Linked DNA regions of Anas platyrhynchos: region 1 is linked to region 2. A link is a contact called in public Hi-C data. All regions are on one chromosome and are shown on one strand. The core of a region is the stretch at or near the end of the contact, and the rest is flanking DNA. Distances in the headings are between cores, read along the strand shown. Region 1 overlaps CAMTA1 (calmodulin binding transcription activator 1). Region 2 overlaps CAMTA1 (calmodulin binding transcription activator 1).

Region 1 (6,817 bases), core at 1,189-3,688, 230 kb after region 2:
TTCCTTCATGTCCTTACATTAGGACTATATTTAATCCAGCATACTTCTACAGCAGTCTCACTTTTTGAGCCACTAAGAAACAGGAGGAGTGTATACGTCTACTTTTTGTTCATCTTTTTTTCATAATGCACTTTCTTCCCTCTAGAGATCTCCTTTTTTGGTGATTCATTTATGTGTTAGGAAGCCAAGCATGACATGTTAAAAGCTGTCTTGATAGTATTTGATATTTGTTACTAACAACTCACCTACTCACAGGAGTTTTTCTTTAAAAGGGGGAGGGAGAAAATCTGCATGTTGAATGTGCTAAGATAGTGAATAATTTGCATTAAGCATCCAGACATTCTTATTTTTCAGTCTATCACCCTTCACTGTTGTTTTTTTTTTTATTTTGTAACCTTCACAACATACAGAGAGGGAGTATAAGCACTAAAAAAAAAAAAAAATAGTCATGCCACATGAACAGAAGCTGGAGTCTTTCTGAATCAGCCAGAGCAAGGCTAGAGAAGGACCTTTCCTAAGCGCACCATCTCAATGCGGATTTCATGAACTTGAAACTACATTGCTGCCTCAAACTGCCAAGAACATGCAGCCAGGAAGATCAGTAAGAAATGCATCCCCAAAATAGCCGTAGCTTCCAGATGTGACAATGTAAAGACCATGAAAAAGACGAAGTAGAGAATAGGGTGTTCCCAAGAAAACCCAGCGTTCGGAGACCTAATTTGTAAATGCTACAGACATGTTAAAGAGAATCCAAAGCTTTGGCTTCTGGCTGCTTTTTGCAATAGATCCATGATGGAACTTTGTTATGCTGGAAGGACCTGAAAATAATATACGTGGTAGGTATAAGCATCCAGCCATAAGGCTGTCCGTGACTTCTTAGCTTCCAGCTCATAGCTGGATTCTGACTTAATGAGAACCATCATGAATACACAAACCATGAGATGATTCACCTACCAGACTTGCCCACTATAATACAGTGCTCATCGCTGGATTTATTAACGGTAGGGAGCAAACTCCACCATACTGCTGTAAAATACACTTTCTGTGTGTGGCAGCGTGTATCTGAGCTCACCTCTAGAGCAAAACATTTCTGAAGTAACCAGAAATAGCTTAGTACAAAGTTTCTCAGTAGTAATTACAGATCAGAGATACTTTAGTGCATTTTAATAGCACTTTCAATGTATTGTTGCAAAATTGCTATTTGAACGTTTCTTACTAAACATAACATCGTATGTGACAGATTAATGTACCTAGAATAATAAAATAAATGTGAGTGGAGGAACTGAAGCAAGAAGCATGTATAAAGTAAAACTTACACATAATAACAGATAATAAGCAGATGATAATAAAGGTTGATTTTTGATGTTTTCTGGAAAGTTTTTGATGAGAAGTCTTGCTGTTCTCTTCACAGTTCATGGCATTAAGTGGACATGCAGCAATGGAAACAGCAGTTCAGGGTTCTCAGTGGAACAGCTTGTGCAGCAGATCCTCGACAGTCACCAGACCAAACCACAGCCTCGGACACACAACTGTCTTTGCACTGGTACCTTGGGTGAGTACACTGAGAGGGTACAAAATGCTTTCAGCTTAATCCAGACTTGGATTAGGGTTTGTAGTACTAAAATGCTAAAAATACTGTACCATGGAGTAATCATGCAACTGGAATTTCTGTAAAGAATGCAAACACTTGGTAATGTGCAAGTTCTAATAAATGCCCTCCATATGTGACCTACTCAGAAAGCTGTTCTCTTCTACATGCTCAGCTTTTGTTACCAGAGCCTCAAAATTTGATGTTCTGCCAATCTCACCCTCTGAAATCCTTGCCCTGCAGCTGCTTTGTTGGAGAAAATGGGCTCAGGTGGTTAATTGCAAGGTATCACTAGAAAAAGACAGGTTTTACTTAGTTACCATGAAGACACAGATTTCTTTCCTGTTAAAGAAGATGGTTTTGTTTTGAGTGAGAAGAGATCAAGAAACAACATCCTTAGTATTAGATCTTTACGCATCAAGTGGAAAGCTAAATGAGTCATTTTTTCATCTCATCTACTTTATAACCACCCCTTCCAATTACTTTGGTCAAGTAATATATATCATATATTAATTAGTATTAATTAGTCTTCAGAGAACTTTGTAAAGGAAAGCTGTCTATGCTTCAAAGGGTTTATTTTCTTCTTCATTTTTGGGCAGTTGTGTTATACAATCAAGATTTTAAGTAAGAATGATGACCTCTGAAATACCTGGGTTTGGATTAAAATGCAAGCCTTAAAGCTCAGTATTTGATCCAGGCTTGAAGATCTGAACATGAATTCTTTTATGCTTCCCTTTGATGTTTTGTCTTCTGCTAAGTCTGCTGCATGTTTTTTAACATAACAATATCACTTTGTTTTGTAACAGCCGGCACACTGACACATGCATTCCCAATTCCTTACAGTCATACACAAAGACTGCAGTGTGAAAGCCTTTTCCTTGTCCTGTTCATCTCTATACCTAGGAGAATAGAGAGATATAATACTGCATCTAGTCTCAAAAGCACTGTCCTGGACTACTTTAAATGACCTGATTCAAATCTTGAACACATAACAGAGAAGTTCCCCTTCAAGGGCAAGGAACAGAAGATTTGGCAAATTACAGTGGCTATGCAAACACTTTGTGTTACCCAGAAGATGGCATTTATAATTGTAGCCATTAGCTACAAGGAGGAGGTTTCTTTTCCTCATTAGTCATTGTATAGTACAATAAATAATGTTCTTACCTCATTCTAGGAAGAATGAATCAATTAAAGAAACATACATCAAAAATTTCTGGGCTCTTCTTTAAACAACAAATGCAGTCCTTGCACCAGAGTTCGTGGTTAGGATGCCTATGCAGAGAGAATTGTTTACTTTCCATAGCTGATTTCCGATCTCCTAGAAACTCAGGTGATGTTCATCTTCTGCCAGACTCGTAAAGGCAGTGGCTGAACTCCCACAGAGAGTTGTCTTCTGGTGACCTTTACTTAAGCGTTCTTCAGCCTCTCTGACACTAATCATGCTCTGTGTGACCTCTCAAAGTACTAAATGTTTATTTGTCAGCATACAGACCACTTAGAATAAGAGAAACACATCACCATCCTTATGGGAGGGAAAGCATTCTTTGTGCTGGCTAATGTACTTTTTCTTTAATAATTTGATTGGCATCTGTAATGGACACAATGATGACAAGAGAACAAGGGTTGCAATCTAGGCAGTAGGGTGATGTCAGGGACAGGAGCACAATATAGCATCTGTCACCTCCAGATTACCAGTCAGTGTCAAACCCACATGAGTGGTTGTCAAACCATCTGACATCAGCCAGTGTGAGGAGCGGAGTGGCTGTGTCACAGGGGGTAGAGGTCTTGTCTGTGATGCAAATGGAACAGGGCTTCTTCTGCCATAGCTGACAGCAGCAGTCCTTGCTTTGCAGGCTTTGCACTGAGATCAGGCACGTGTTTAAATAGGTCTGAAACTTGTCACAGATGCTGATTCCTTTCATGTGTCGTCTGGTTAGGGCAGGGAGGAGGTAGGGAGATAGGTGCTATGTGTGGTGAGGGGAATCATGCTCATGGGCGTGTTTTGAGGTTGCTGTCTTGCACACAGATCTATGCATTACATGGAAATGTGCTCTAAGTCTGACACTAGCAAGAAATTAGTTTTACTCTCAAGGTGTCTCTTCCGCTCGCTTTTTCTCTCTCACATGCACCTATATCTTTCCTTTGCTACAGCCATAAGATACACACCTAGCATCTTTTTTAATTTTTTACTTACTGAATGACAAATGTTGTTTTCTGGCACAGGGGCAGGAAGCAGTGTGCATCACAAGTGTAACAGTGCCAAACATCGCATCATATCACCAAAGGTCGAACCAAGGACAGGTGGGTACAGCGCTCATTCAGAGGTACAAAATAACGATGTCTCTGAAGGCAAGAACGAGCACAGTCATGGCAAGGCCTCCAGCCGAGAGAAGAGGAATGGCAAAGTGGCGAAACCAGTGTTGCTCCATCAAAACAGTACTGAGGTTTCTTCCACCAACCAGGTGGAAGTCCCTGACACGACCCAGAATTCTCCTGTGTCCATCAGCAGTGGATTAAATAGCGACCCAGATATGGCAGATAGCCCAGCAGTCACTGGTGTGTCCAGTATGGCTGTAGCATCAGTTATGGGAAGCCTGTCACAAAGTGCCACAGTATTTATGTCAGAAGTCACCAGTGAAGCTGTGTATACCATGTCACCCACCTCTGGCCCAAATCAACACCTTCTGTCCTCAGATGCAGCTGCACAAGGGCTGGTACTTGCCGTGAGTTCAGATGGACACAAATTTGCTTTTCCAACAACAGGCAGTTCAGAGGGCTTGTCGATGCTACCCAGCACTGTCTCCGAGGAACTTGTGCTCTCCACAACTTTAGAAGGAAATAGAAAAATTCCAGAAACCACCATGAATTTTGACCCAGACTGTTTTCTTAATAATCCCAAGCAAGGGCAGACTTATGGTGGAGGAGGTATGAAAGGTGACAGCATCAGTACCAACATAAGGCAGTCACCCACAACAGAACGTAGCTTCAACTTCAATACGACCCTCACGAAAGAAATAAAAACTGAGGACACATCTTTTGAACAACAGATGTCCAAAGAAGCATTTTCCTCCACTTCTGCATCTAACACTCTCACCCTCACCACTGGTTCAGGTTTGCTTCCATCTGGAGGAGGTCTGAGCCCAAGTACCACCTTGGAGCAGATGGACTTCAGTGCCATTGACTCCAACAAGGACTATTCTTCGAGCTTCAATCAGACAGTCCAGAGCCCTCACGTTCATCAGACCCCTTCCCCCAGCTTCTTTCTGCAGGATGCCAGCAAACCTCTTCCCCTTGAGCAAAACACCCACAACAACTTGAATGACACAAGTGGTTCATTTGTGAGCACGTTAGGAATCCCCAGTGTGAAAACAGAGTCCTCATCCCAAACCACTTCCAACTGTAATGGCACAGTGGAAACCAGAATAGAGTCCACCTCTTCTCTCCAGCTCATGCAGTTCCAAGCAAACTTCCAGGCTATGACTGCAGAAGCTGAAGTTCCCATGGAGACCTCCCAGCAGGCAGAAGGGAATGAAAATCTACTTAAATCAGGGGATCTTCAAGCCTGCAGCACAGAACACTACTTGCAGCCTGAGGCCAATGGGGGTATCAGGAATGGGAACAATCTCCCTATTCTCCAAGGAAACATGGTCCAAGGACTCTATCCTGTGGCCCATCCCAGCTTAAATAACTCCTCCAACATGGAGCTTAACTTGGACCACTTTGACATCTCCTTCAGCAACCAGTTTTCTGATCTAATTAATGATTTCATATCTGTAGAAGGTGGGAGCAATGCTCTCTATGGACACCAGCTGGTGTCAAGTGACAGTGCCGGACTATCTCAGCCTGAAGACAGTAACAGAACAACCTACAGCCAGGCTGAAATGTGCATTCCTTGCTGCAGCCCTCAACAAGCCAACATGCAACTCAGCAGCACAGAGAATGGAGCCAGCACAATGGCATACATGCATGTGGCTGAGGTGGTCTCGGCAGCTGCAGCACAAGGCACCTTGGGTTTGCTACAGCAGAGTGGGCGCTTGTTCATGGTGACAGATTATTCACCAGAGTGGTCTTATCCTGAGGTAAGTTAGGGCTTTTACTTATGAACATTTATTGCCTTGTCTTTACTCGCTTTGTTAGTAACAGCCCCCAAGAACTGTTTTGTTAAAGATTTGACAGGGCTTTTAAAATATTTCTCGTAGTAGAAGGAGCAACTGAGGCCCTTTTTTATGTCTGAGTGTACTTTTAATTAAGCACTTCATCACCCTGACAGGGCCCTTTCTTCACTTAGAAGCATCTGAACAGAAATGTTTTGTTTCATTGATAAGCAAAGTATTTCCCATATGATGGTCTCATAATGCTATCAAGCTATGTTAGAGCGACATAATTTGCAAACTGGAGCTGATCATTGAAGCTGGCTGTAATGCTCTTAGCAGAATTAACTCCTGACCTGCAGTGTCATAATGAGTTTAGCATTTACCTCCATCCTATAAACTATCCAAAGTGAGACACATGCACCGCAAATTAAAAATGTCAGCAGCAGACTTTGCTGATGTGAAGGAATGCTAGAGGAAGGAGACTTACAATTTGTATGATTTTGTTTCATCTTGGCAACAGGTATCTTACCTTACAGTAAGCCCACACCTCTGGTCTTCTTAGTAGAGAAACTCTCAAAATTACAATCTGATAATGTCCTTCTGGCACTATTTACGTTTTTATTTTCTAGCATTTTAATCTCCTCACTGCTGCAGTTACATCGTAAAAATATTAGGCATCATGTGCTTTATGTTTCTCAGCAACCCATGAGCAAGTTTATGTTGTGAACTTGTGAAAGAGTCAGAAAAGCCATGGAAACAGTATTGTCCTCTTCAGAACAAATTCTACCACAGATCTATGGGACTCTTGGGATACAGCCTTGCTTGGTTTCTTCAGTACTGTAATTTTGCTTTACAGTTTTCACCTGGTACATGTCTGTTAGTGTTCTCCCACAGCAGTAGCTGTGTCTGTGCCCTGGATGTGGTAGCTTTGCCTTGTTTAAAATCAGAATGGGACTGTAAGTCTGGTCAAGGGAAGTACTTACCAAGGCAATGCTGAAATTTCCCAAACACACCTGCTTTGTACTGAGTGTCACTCTTGGTTTTGGACTTGGTTTTGCACTCCTGTATCTGCTCTGGTTGTTTGAATTACAGTTAAATAAGCATCTTACTAGTGTTACTACACTGAATTATGTGT
Region 2 (6,757 bases), core at 349-2,848:
TTTGAGCTTTCTTCATCTTGAAACAGCTGTTGTAGATCTCAGTAATGTCTCCAGACATAGAGGTTTGGTAGCAAGCTAGAGGTAATATGATAACCAGCTTTTCCTTTCTCATAGTTTCATGATTGCAGTAAAATTTTGACCTTCAAGAGAAGGATTTAGTTACTGTCCAGTAACAAATACTTGGAAAAGGCTTTACAGGACTGTAAAGGCAATTTTTAATTAATGTTAACTTCAGCATGACTTCTGTTACATCCTAGTGTGGGAGTGTATTTATCCCTGAAGCAGCTCTTCTCACTCATTCACAAATACTGTTTCATTGCTATCTTACTTCTTGTTCTGCAGCTTAGATGTAAGGGCTGATGGGGTGAAATCAGGTCATGGGAAATACCAGCACACACAAATCTAGGCAGGCTGGAGAAGATGATATTAGCAATAGTCTTCCAATTGAGTTTTTCATCAAATACAATGGCAGGTTTTTAAAAAAAAAAAAAAAAAAAAAGTTAAACTGTAGGGATTGCTGTATAGCTGCTGTCTGTAATCACTGGGCACGTGTTTTTCTGTGACCAAATATTCACGGGTTTCAGTGACAGGTATGATTCCAAATAAATCAATGAAAAGTCATTAAGAAATAATAAGTTTGTGAAAATAACCTGCCTTATTAGCTGAAAGTAGAAGAAAATGAGGCAATACTCTTCCCACAGTCACTCAGACACATCTTAAAGTGTCTAAAACATCACATAGGTTTCTGATAGCTTTCTGTTATTCTGTTTTTCCTCCTTTGTGTGCAACAGCGTTCGTCACTTAAGCAAATACTCATGTTAGATTACCTGATTTTAAAATCCTATGTTTATTTGGGAAACCAAATGCCTGGTTCATTCCTGTAGAAGCATCATGTATTAAGATTAATTAATTTAGTGTCAAATGCTTCAGAAGTGGAGAAGGCCATATAAACACGATAGGTTGTTCAAGTGCCTTGATCTATGTGCGTTCTGCAGGTCCTGTACGGCGAGGCACAGCGAGGTACTGCCTAATCTAAAGGGTAATCAATAATTCGGATTTGAGATTTACTCAGTTCTAATTTTAAATGGTTCTTGCAGAAAGTGGAAAAGTGTACTGTACCTACTGAGATTCTGTATCTTAATAGGGGTCGATACTGTTAAACAGCAGGTGTAAACTTGGACCGTTTTTCTAAAACTTAAACGCTCGATCGCATTAAGTCTTCCTGAAATCTTCCTCTTAAAAATTAGTGAACTGTCTGATTTTTATTGCAGTGGCAAAACGTTACATCAAATCACTGTAGCTTACGATAAACATGTTCCCAAGTCCCTGAACTAAAACACAGAGACACCCTGAAAAGGAAAGCGATGAAGGATGTGAGATTCCAAAACAACTTCTTCCCAACCACCCAGCTTTTCGGAGCAGATGTTCAAACACCAGCACAGCCCGTCTCGGTAACAGCTACAGACCTCAGCGAAACAGCCAGGGTGGCTTCTGCTCGCCAGCGGTGGCTCGGCCAGCCGCCGTGCCCACCCACGGGTGCTGCGGGAGCTGCCAGCTGCCCCCGCCTCTGCACGGCCGCGGAATCCCCACAGGAGGGTGCTGCGAAGGCACGAACGTGCAGAGCGCGCAGGGAAGATCGGTGTCTTGGAGGAGAGGATTGTGTTAGAGGCGAGCAAAAGCCGTGTTGTTCCAGTAAGTACAGTGCATGAATTGGCTTTAGGGAACGAGCTGGAGAGGGATGCAGCGCTCGTGCCCGTTTGCAGCAGCGCTGCTGCTGGTGCCGGCAGGCGCAGTGCGGAGCCGGTGAGCATCGGTTCCCCCGTGGAGGTGCAGGGGCTGTGTGCAGGCCGAGGACTGGGTGGCACAGCACCGAGCCAGCAGCGACTGGCAAAGCATCCCTCTTGTTCCACGCTGCCCACTTACAGTGGTTACTGGGATCCTTCACGTGAGACTCATCGGTGGCCGTAAGGTCTCCTATTTTGTCACCAACAAGCCTCGTAGCTGCTCGTCTTCTTTCCCATCTGTTTGTAGAATATTCAATCCACATAAGCTGTAAAATCCATTTAGTTCTAAGTAGAACCTCTCATTTCTTTCCTAAAATACTTTTGTAAATTAGACAACTTCATGTAGCGTGATGGGAAGGGCTGGTTAAAAGGAACGGGAGCTCTCTTTACTTCTTAGCTGTACAAATTTTCTTAAAAATGATTTAGATGAATTGTATGTGCTTGTTCCAAAACCTTATACTTCAACAGCCAGTGAATAGCATTTCCCATATTCTGCTTTCTAGATTCTGCTGCTTAGGTTGCTGCTTCCAACAGAAAATAAATATGATAGTTTAGAAAGAAAAACACGACAAAAAGCAACAGAAATCCAGGGGGAGTTAGGGACAGTGCTCGTTTACCTCTCGTTTCCATTCCCCTCCCCCACCCCCCCTCTTTTTCACATTTTCTTTAAAGCTTTTTAAACTGAGGTTTATAACTAAAAGGGATTTATTTTTAGGAAGACCACTAAAAAAAATTGGGGGATTAAATCCATTTTTCTTATACAGAGTATGGGTATCCTGATCCTTTCTTTTAATGGCAATGAGATGAAACTGGTAAAGCTTTATTCGTTTTTTTTTTTCCCCTTGATCTACTAGTCATTAAATAAGAATACATCATTCTTAAACTTGCCACCACAAATCCATGTATGTTCTGTGCAGGTCCCTAAGAGAATTCACTAATGGCCTTGTTAGTGTTACTAGGCATGCTTTTTGAGATGTCACATTTTTGGATGGAAGAGTGTATTCAGCAGATAGGATGCTTTATATTGCCGTGTTTTTTTGGCACTACTATTAAATTGCATCATCTAAATCTTTTGGTGGGACATAACCATGAAGCTCACCTAATGAATAATGCTGAAGGCTGGTGCCTGGTAGCAGTGTTTAAGCCCTGCCTCATTGCAGGAATAAAACTGAGTGGTTCTGGTATGTTTGTATATGTTAAATTGGCCACATGTTATTGCAAATAGACTTGGGTTTTGATTTTGTAAAATTAGATTTCTGCTTCACAGAGGAATTGTGGCTCAGCAGTAACTAGTTGTACTTTGGTGTTGTGGTTTAAAAGTAGCCTGTATTTGGACCTTAGAAAATAAGCATAAAGTCTTAGATCAGCTCTCACCTGCATCACCTCTGTGTCCTTTAACCAATGTTGCTTCCAGTAGCTGCTGGTAAATACAGTTGTTAAGACCTTGATGTGTTTTATAGGATCTCTTCCAACTGCAGCCTTAAACAAACAAATAAAATAATAATAATAATAAAAAGCATGTAACATGCTGAACAGAGTAATATTCTGTGAAAATACTTTACCAGGAAATCTGGGGCAAAAGCTGTCTTCTAAAGAAAGCCTATTTGGCTTGGCAGCAAAAAGGCTTTGGAAGGAGTTCTTTGGGAGGCATAATTGAAAGACTTTTTCAAATGTATGTGTGTGTTTTTTCTTGATTTATGGGTAATTTTAAGAAATCCCTCCTCCCTTAAATTGATTACCTCTCAACATCAGAACTCTTTGGCTTTAAATACCAGTTAAGCTGCTACTGTGCAGATTTGACTTTGCCTTGCTGTTAGATGTAAAACAGTTTTTAATCTTCTCATTTAGATGTTTTAATAGAAAGTAAATGTTTATCTTGCTTTGCTGTTGCATCCAAATCTTTAATCCATGGGAGCATTTATAATAAAATGAAAACATTCCTTTGTTTAAACAAAATGTTATCAGCCATCTGAGAGATGTTCTAAGCGTTCCGTTTCAAGTAGCGACGTTTTCTAGACAGAAATTACGTGTCTATGTCTTAGTTTAGGTGGTGATGAAGCTCAGGCTGAGCTGGGCACGATGTGGCACGATCCGCCCGGTGCTGCCACTTGTTCCTCGGGTCAAGGCTGTGCACTTGGGATCATCTCATGGCATTAATGCCACCGCGAGCAGCCTGGCACCGGGTCCAGCAGCACCTGGCTCCTCCTGGGAAGGGCTCAGCTCGTGGGATCTCGATGCCAGGTTGTGGCTCGGGGTGGTAGAGCTGTGGAGGATGGGGATCACAGCACTGCTCAGTTGTGATCCCTCAGTAGAAGCCTCAGGTACAAACTAAAGCTGCTCGTGTCAGCTGCGGTGACAAAGGCAGGAGCAGCCTGACCTCGTGGCCACATGGGAGCTGTCCTGGTCCTTCCTCCAGACGGGGATTTGGTACTGGGGTGGTGCCTGAGCTCAGACTGATAATTCAGAGTGTATCTAAACGTGTGAGCTTTGTCATTCTCAATGCAGAACCAGCCCGAACACCCAAATTCAAAGAGGTGTAACCACTGAATTTAGCGCTTAGTTAAATATTTGCCAGATTTCTACCATTTAAAGATAGAGCATTAATATAGGTTTGTCTGGATAAATAAAGTGCTGTGATGCTCAGGCTTGTCAAGCTCTAATTATGTAAGTGCTCGTGTTATAAATAGCTCGGTACATCTGGCAAGCTTCAGTCATCACACACTGAGTTCTCGTACGCTTTGTAGTAAAAATCTGGAGGATGATTTTGCTTCAGTATTTTTGATTCTCTTCTTGCTCTCTCTGCTGTCACCGGTCTGAGTTAATTTGGGATGGTCCAGGTCCCGGAGGTGCTCAGCACAGGCTTATGTTACAGCTGGTGATCCTTCCCGAAATCCCTGAACACAGGGATGCTGGGATGCAAGAGCTCCAGCATCACAGCCAAGCTGCCTTCCACCTCCCGTGGCTTCGTCTTCAGCAGTCATGGGCAGGTCGTCAGGGCAGCCAGCCCTCTCCATCGTGGGGAAGGTCGTCACTGTGCTGAGAAGGCAAAGGTGCAAGCCGTGGGGATGAGCCAGGCAAACAGTTCGCTTGGTCCTTTAATTTTTATCGTATTATCTCTGCCCTAATGCATGTTCTGTGCAGTAAGTCCGAGTTTTTATCCCTGCTGGCTGTACTGAGGGTGCTGGGATAGTTCAGATAACGTCGCATCGTTCTCCAAGGGAAGGTTTTGTCGCTGGGTTAAGAGGCTGGCACGTGCCTCCCAGGGGCAAGGAGGATGTCAGCATCCACTGATGAAGGCCCAGGACACCCTGGCCATGGGTGCCTGTAGCTGCCCTTCTTCCCTCCGACCGCTTCGTTCTGCTCTGCACGTGCAGCATAAAACCAGGGCTGCTTCCAGGTCCTTCAGTTCTGCTGTGAGCTCGTATCTGTTTAATACTTGTTATTTTTTTGTAAAAGGGAAATGGGGGAAAAGTTTGGAAATTTCTTTTTTCTGGCTTTTTGTTACTACCAACATAATGGGCAGAAATCCTTTTTTGACCTTAAATAAAATGACAAGTCGCTGTAGGGTGCAGAACACAGAGCAAAATAAAATGGTTCCATTTTAGACTTGTTCTACCCCACTGATACAGAAAATGAGGTTAGGCTGGAGTTACTGCCGGCAGTGTAATAACCTTGCCAGTAATCTTTGTCGTATAAATTAGAGTGATGCATTTTTAATTGATGTATTTGGATGAAGGAAGGTAAAACAAGATGATTATTTCAAATAGCAAAGGGGGAGGGGGGTGTTCTCTGCATTGCTGTAATTTTGGTGGTGTGGGACAGATACCTGAAAAGTTTCATTCAAAATCAGAAGAAAATGGCAGCCAGCTTTACTGCCTTCAAGGAAAAAAATCCCCATCTTTTAGAATATCGTGCCTTGTTTGTCCAGGTGAAATGTGGTGTGGTTAATGTCAGGCGTTTGCTCTGCTCTGCCCTTGTAGGGCAGCTGAGAGGAAACCCTGCGCTGCCCTCACGTGCCGAAATCCACATCAGCTCCAAAGGCTTTGGGCCATTTAAACCTGCTTGTTCCATGGCCACGGCTGCTGCAGCCTGCTGTGATGCTCGTTAATCCTCCAGCAGTGCCCAGCACCACGCGTGGGTCTGGCAGCTCTGTGGATGGGCCATTTGTGTTATTTTGGAGAAGTCTCTTCTGAAAATCCCATGTCACGGGATGGACAAGACTTTGACTTGCTGGAGAGGGTGAGGAAGCTGTTAAATTTGGTGCTTTTCTTCCTGCAGACCAGCTGAGTGGATTTTATTGGGGTTAGGGTTGTATTTTAAAGGAAAAAAAGCAGAGTTTGGCTTAGCTGAAGGCAGCACCTGTACAGGTGGGTGGGTTTGGGCACAGGCTGCAGCTGGAGCCGGAGAGCAGCAGGGGCAGGGGAAGGGTTGGCAGCAGTGTCGTGGTGTGATTCCAGCAGGGTTTGCTTAACCAAAACGAGAAGCATCTTGCATTCAGGCTAATTGCAGACAAAAGAGTGAGATCCCGATTCAGATGATATCCTCCTTTACAGAAACCCTTTTCCCGTTGGCTTTGGGTCTTCACATCGGCGTGGTGCAGAGCAGCAGGGGGCTGGTGCTGGGCACTGCTCAGCGCACGCAGCCAGCGGCTGCTGAGGGCAGGGGACGAGGCCTGGGGCTTGTTCTAGCTCAGGCGTTTCTCTGGCAGGTTTTTATGAATGAGTGAGGAATCTTTGAATTGAGCTGTAAAAATTCTGCAGCATCAATCTCCTGCGTTTTCCTGTTGCACATCGCTGTCCCCTCGCTCCATCCCATACCGCCCTTGTGACAATGGAACCGGCTCATAAACGAGAGGGCAATGCTTAATAAGGATTTAATTAATAAAACTTCACATCCTAAACTGACCAAAGCCCTGCCTGTGCCATTTCCTCTCTTCCGGTGCGTGTGGATGTTGGCGCACCTCCTGGAGGGCT

What was found. Hi-C and Micro-C count contacts between places; a contact is called where the count stands out from the background.
Region 1: a Hi-C map of skeletal muscle shows a contact between it and region 2, with 2.0 times the contacts expected there. The contact joins two enhancer-like sites. A contact is called at or near these places in 2 of 8 Hi-C or Micro-C datasets (liver and skeletal muscle).

Annotation. Positions count from the first base shown.
Region 1 is chr22:2,232,788-2,239,604 of IASCAAS_PekinDuck_T2T, forward strand. CAMTA1 (calmodulin binding transcription activator 1) reads left to right here. Exons shown (of 23, transcript XM_038166528.2): 8 at 1,412-1,552; 9 at 3,812-5,667. Among named protein-coding and RNA genes, the nearest start is that of VAMP3, 51 kb to the right of the region's middle. Within about 2 kb of position 2,439, at least 1 of the 8 cell types and tissues checked has an H3K27ac peak or open chromatin away from gene starts, as enhancers often do.
Region 2 is chr22:2,003,068-2,009,824 of IASCAAS_PekinDuck_T2T, forward strand. The region is part of intron 3 of CAMTA1 (calmodulin binding transcription activator 1); the gene reads left to right. Among named protein-coding and RNA genes, the nearest start is that of CAMTA1, 46 kb to the left of the region's middle. Within about 2 kb of position 1,599, at least 2 of the 8 cell types and tissues checked have an H3K27ac peak or open chromatin away from gene starts, as enhancers often do.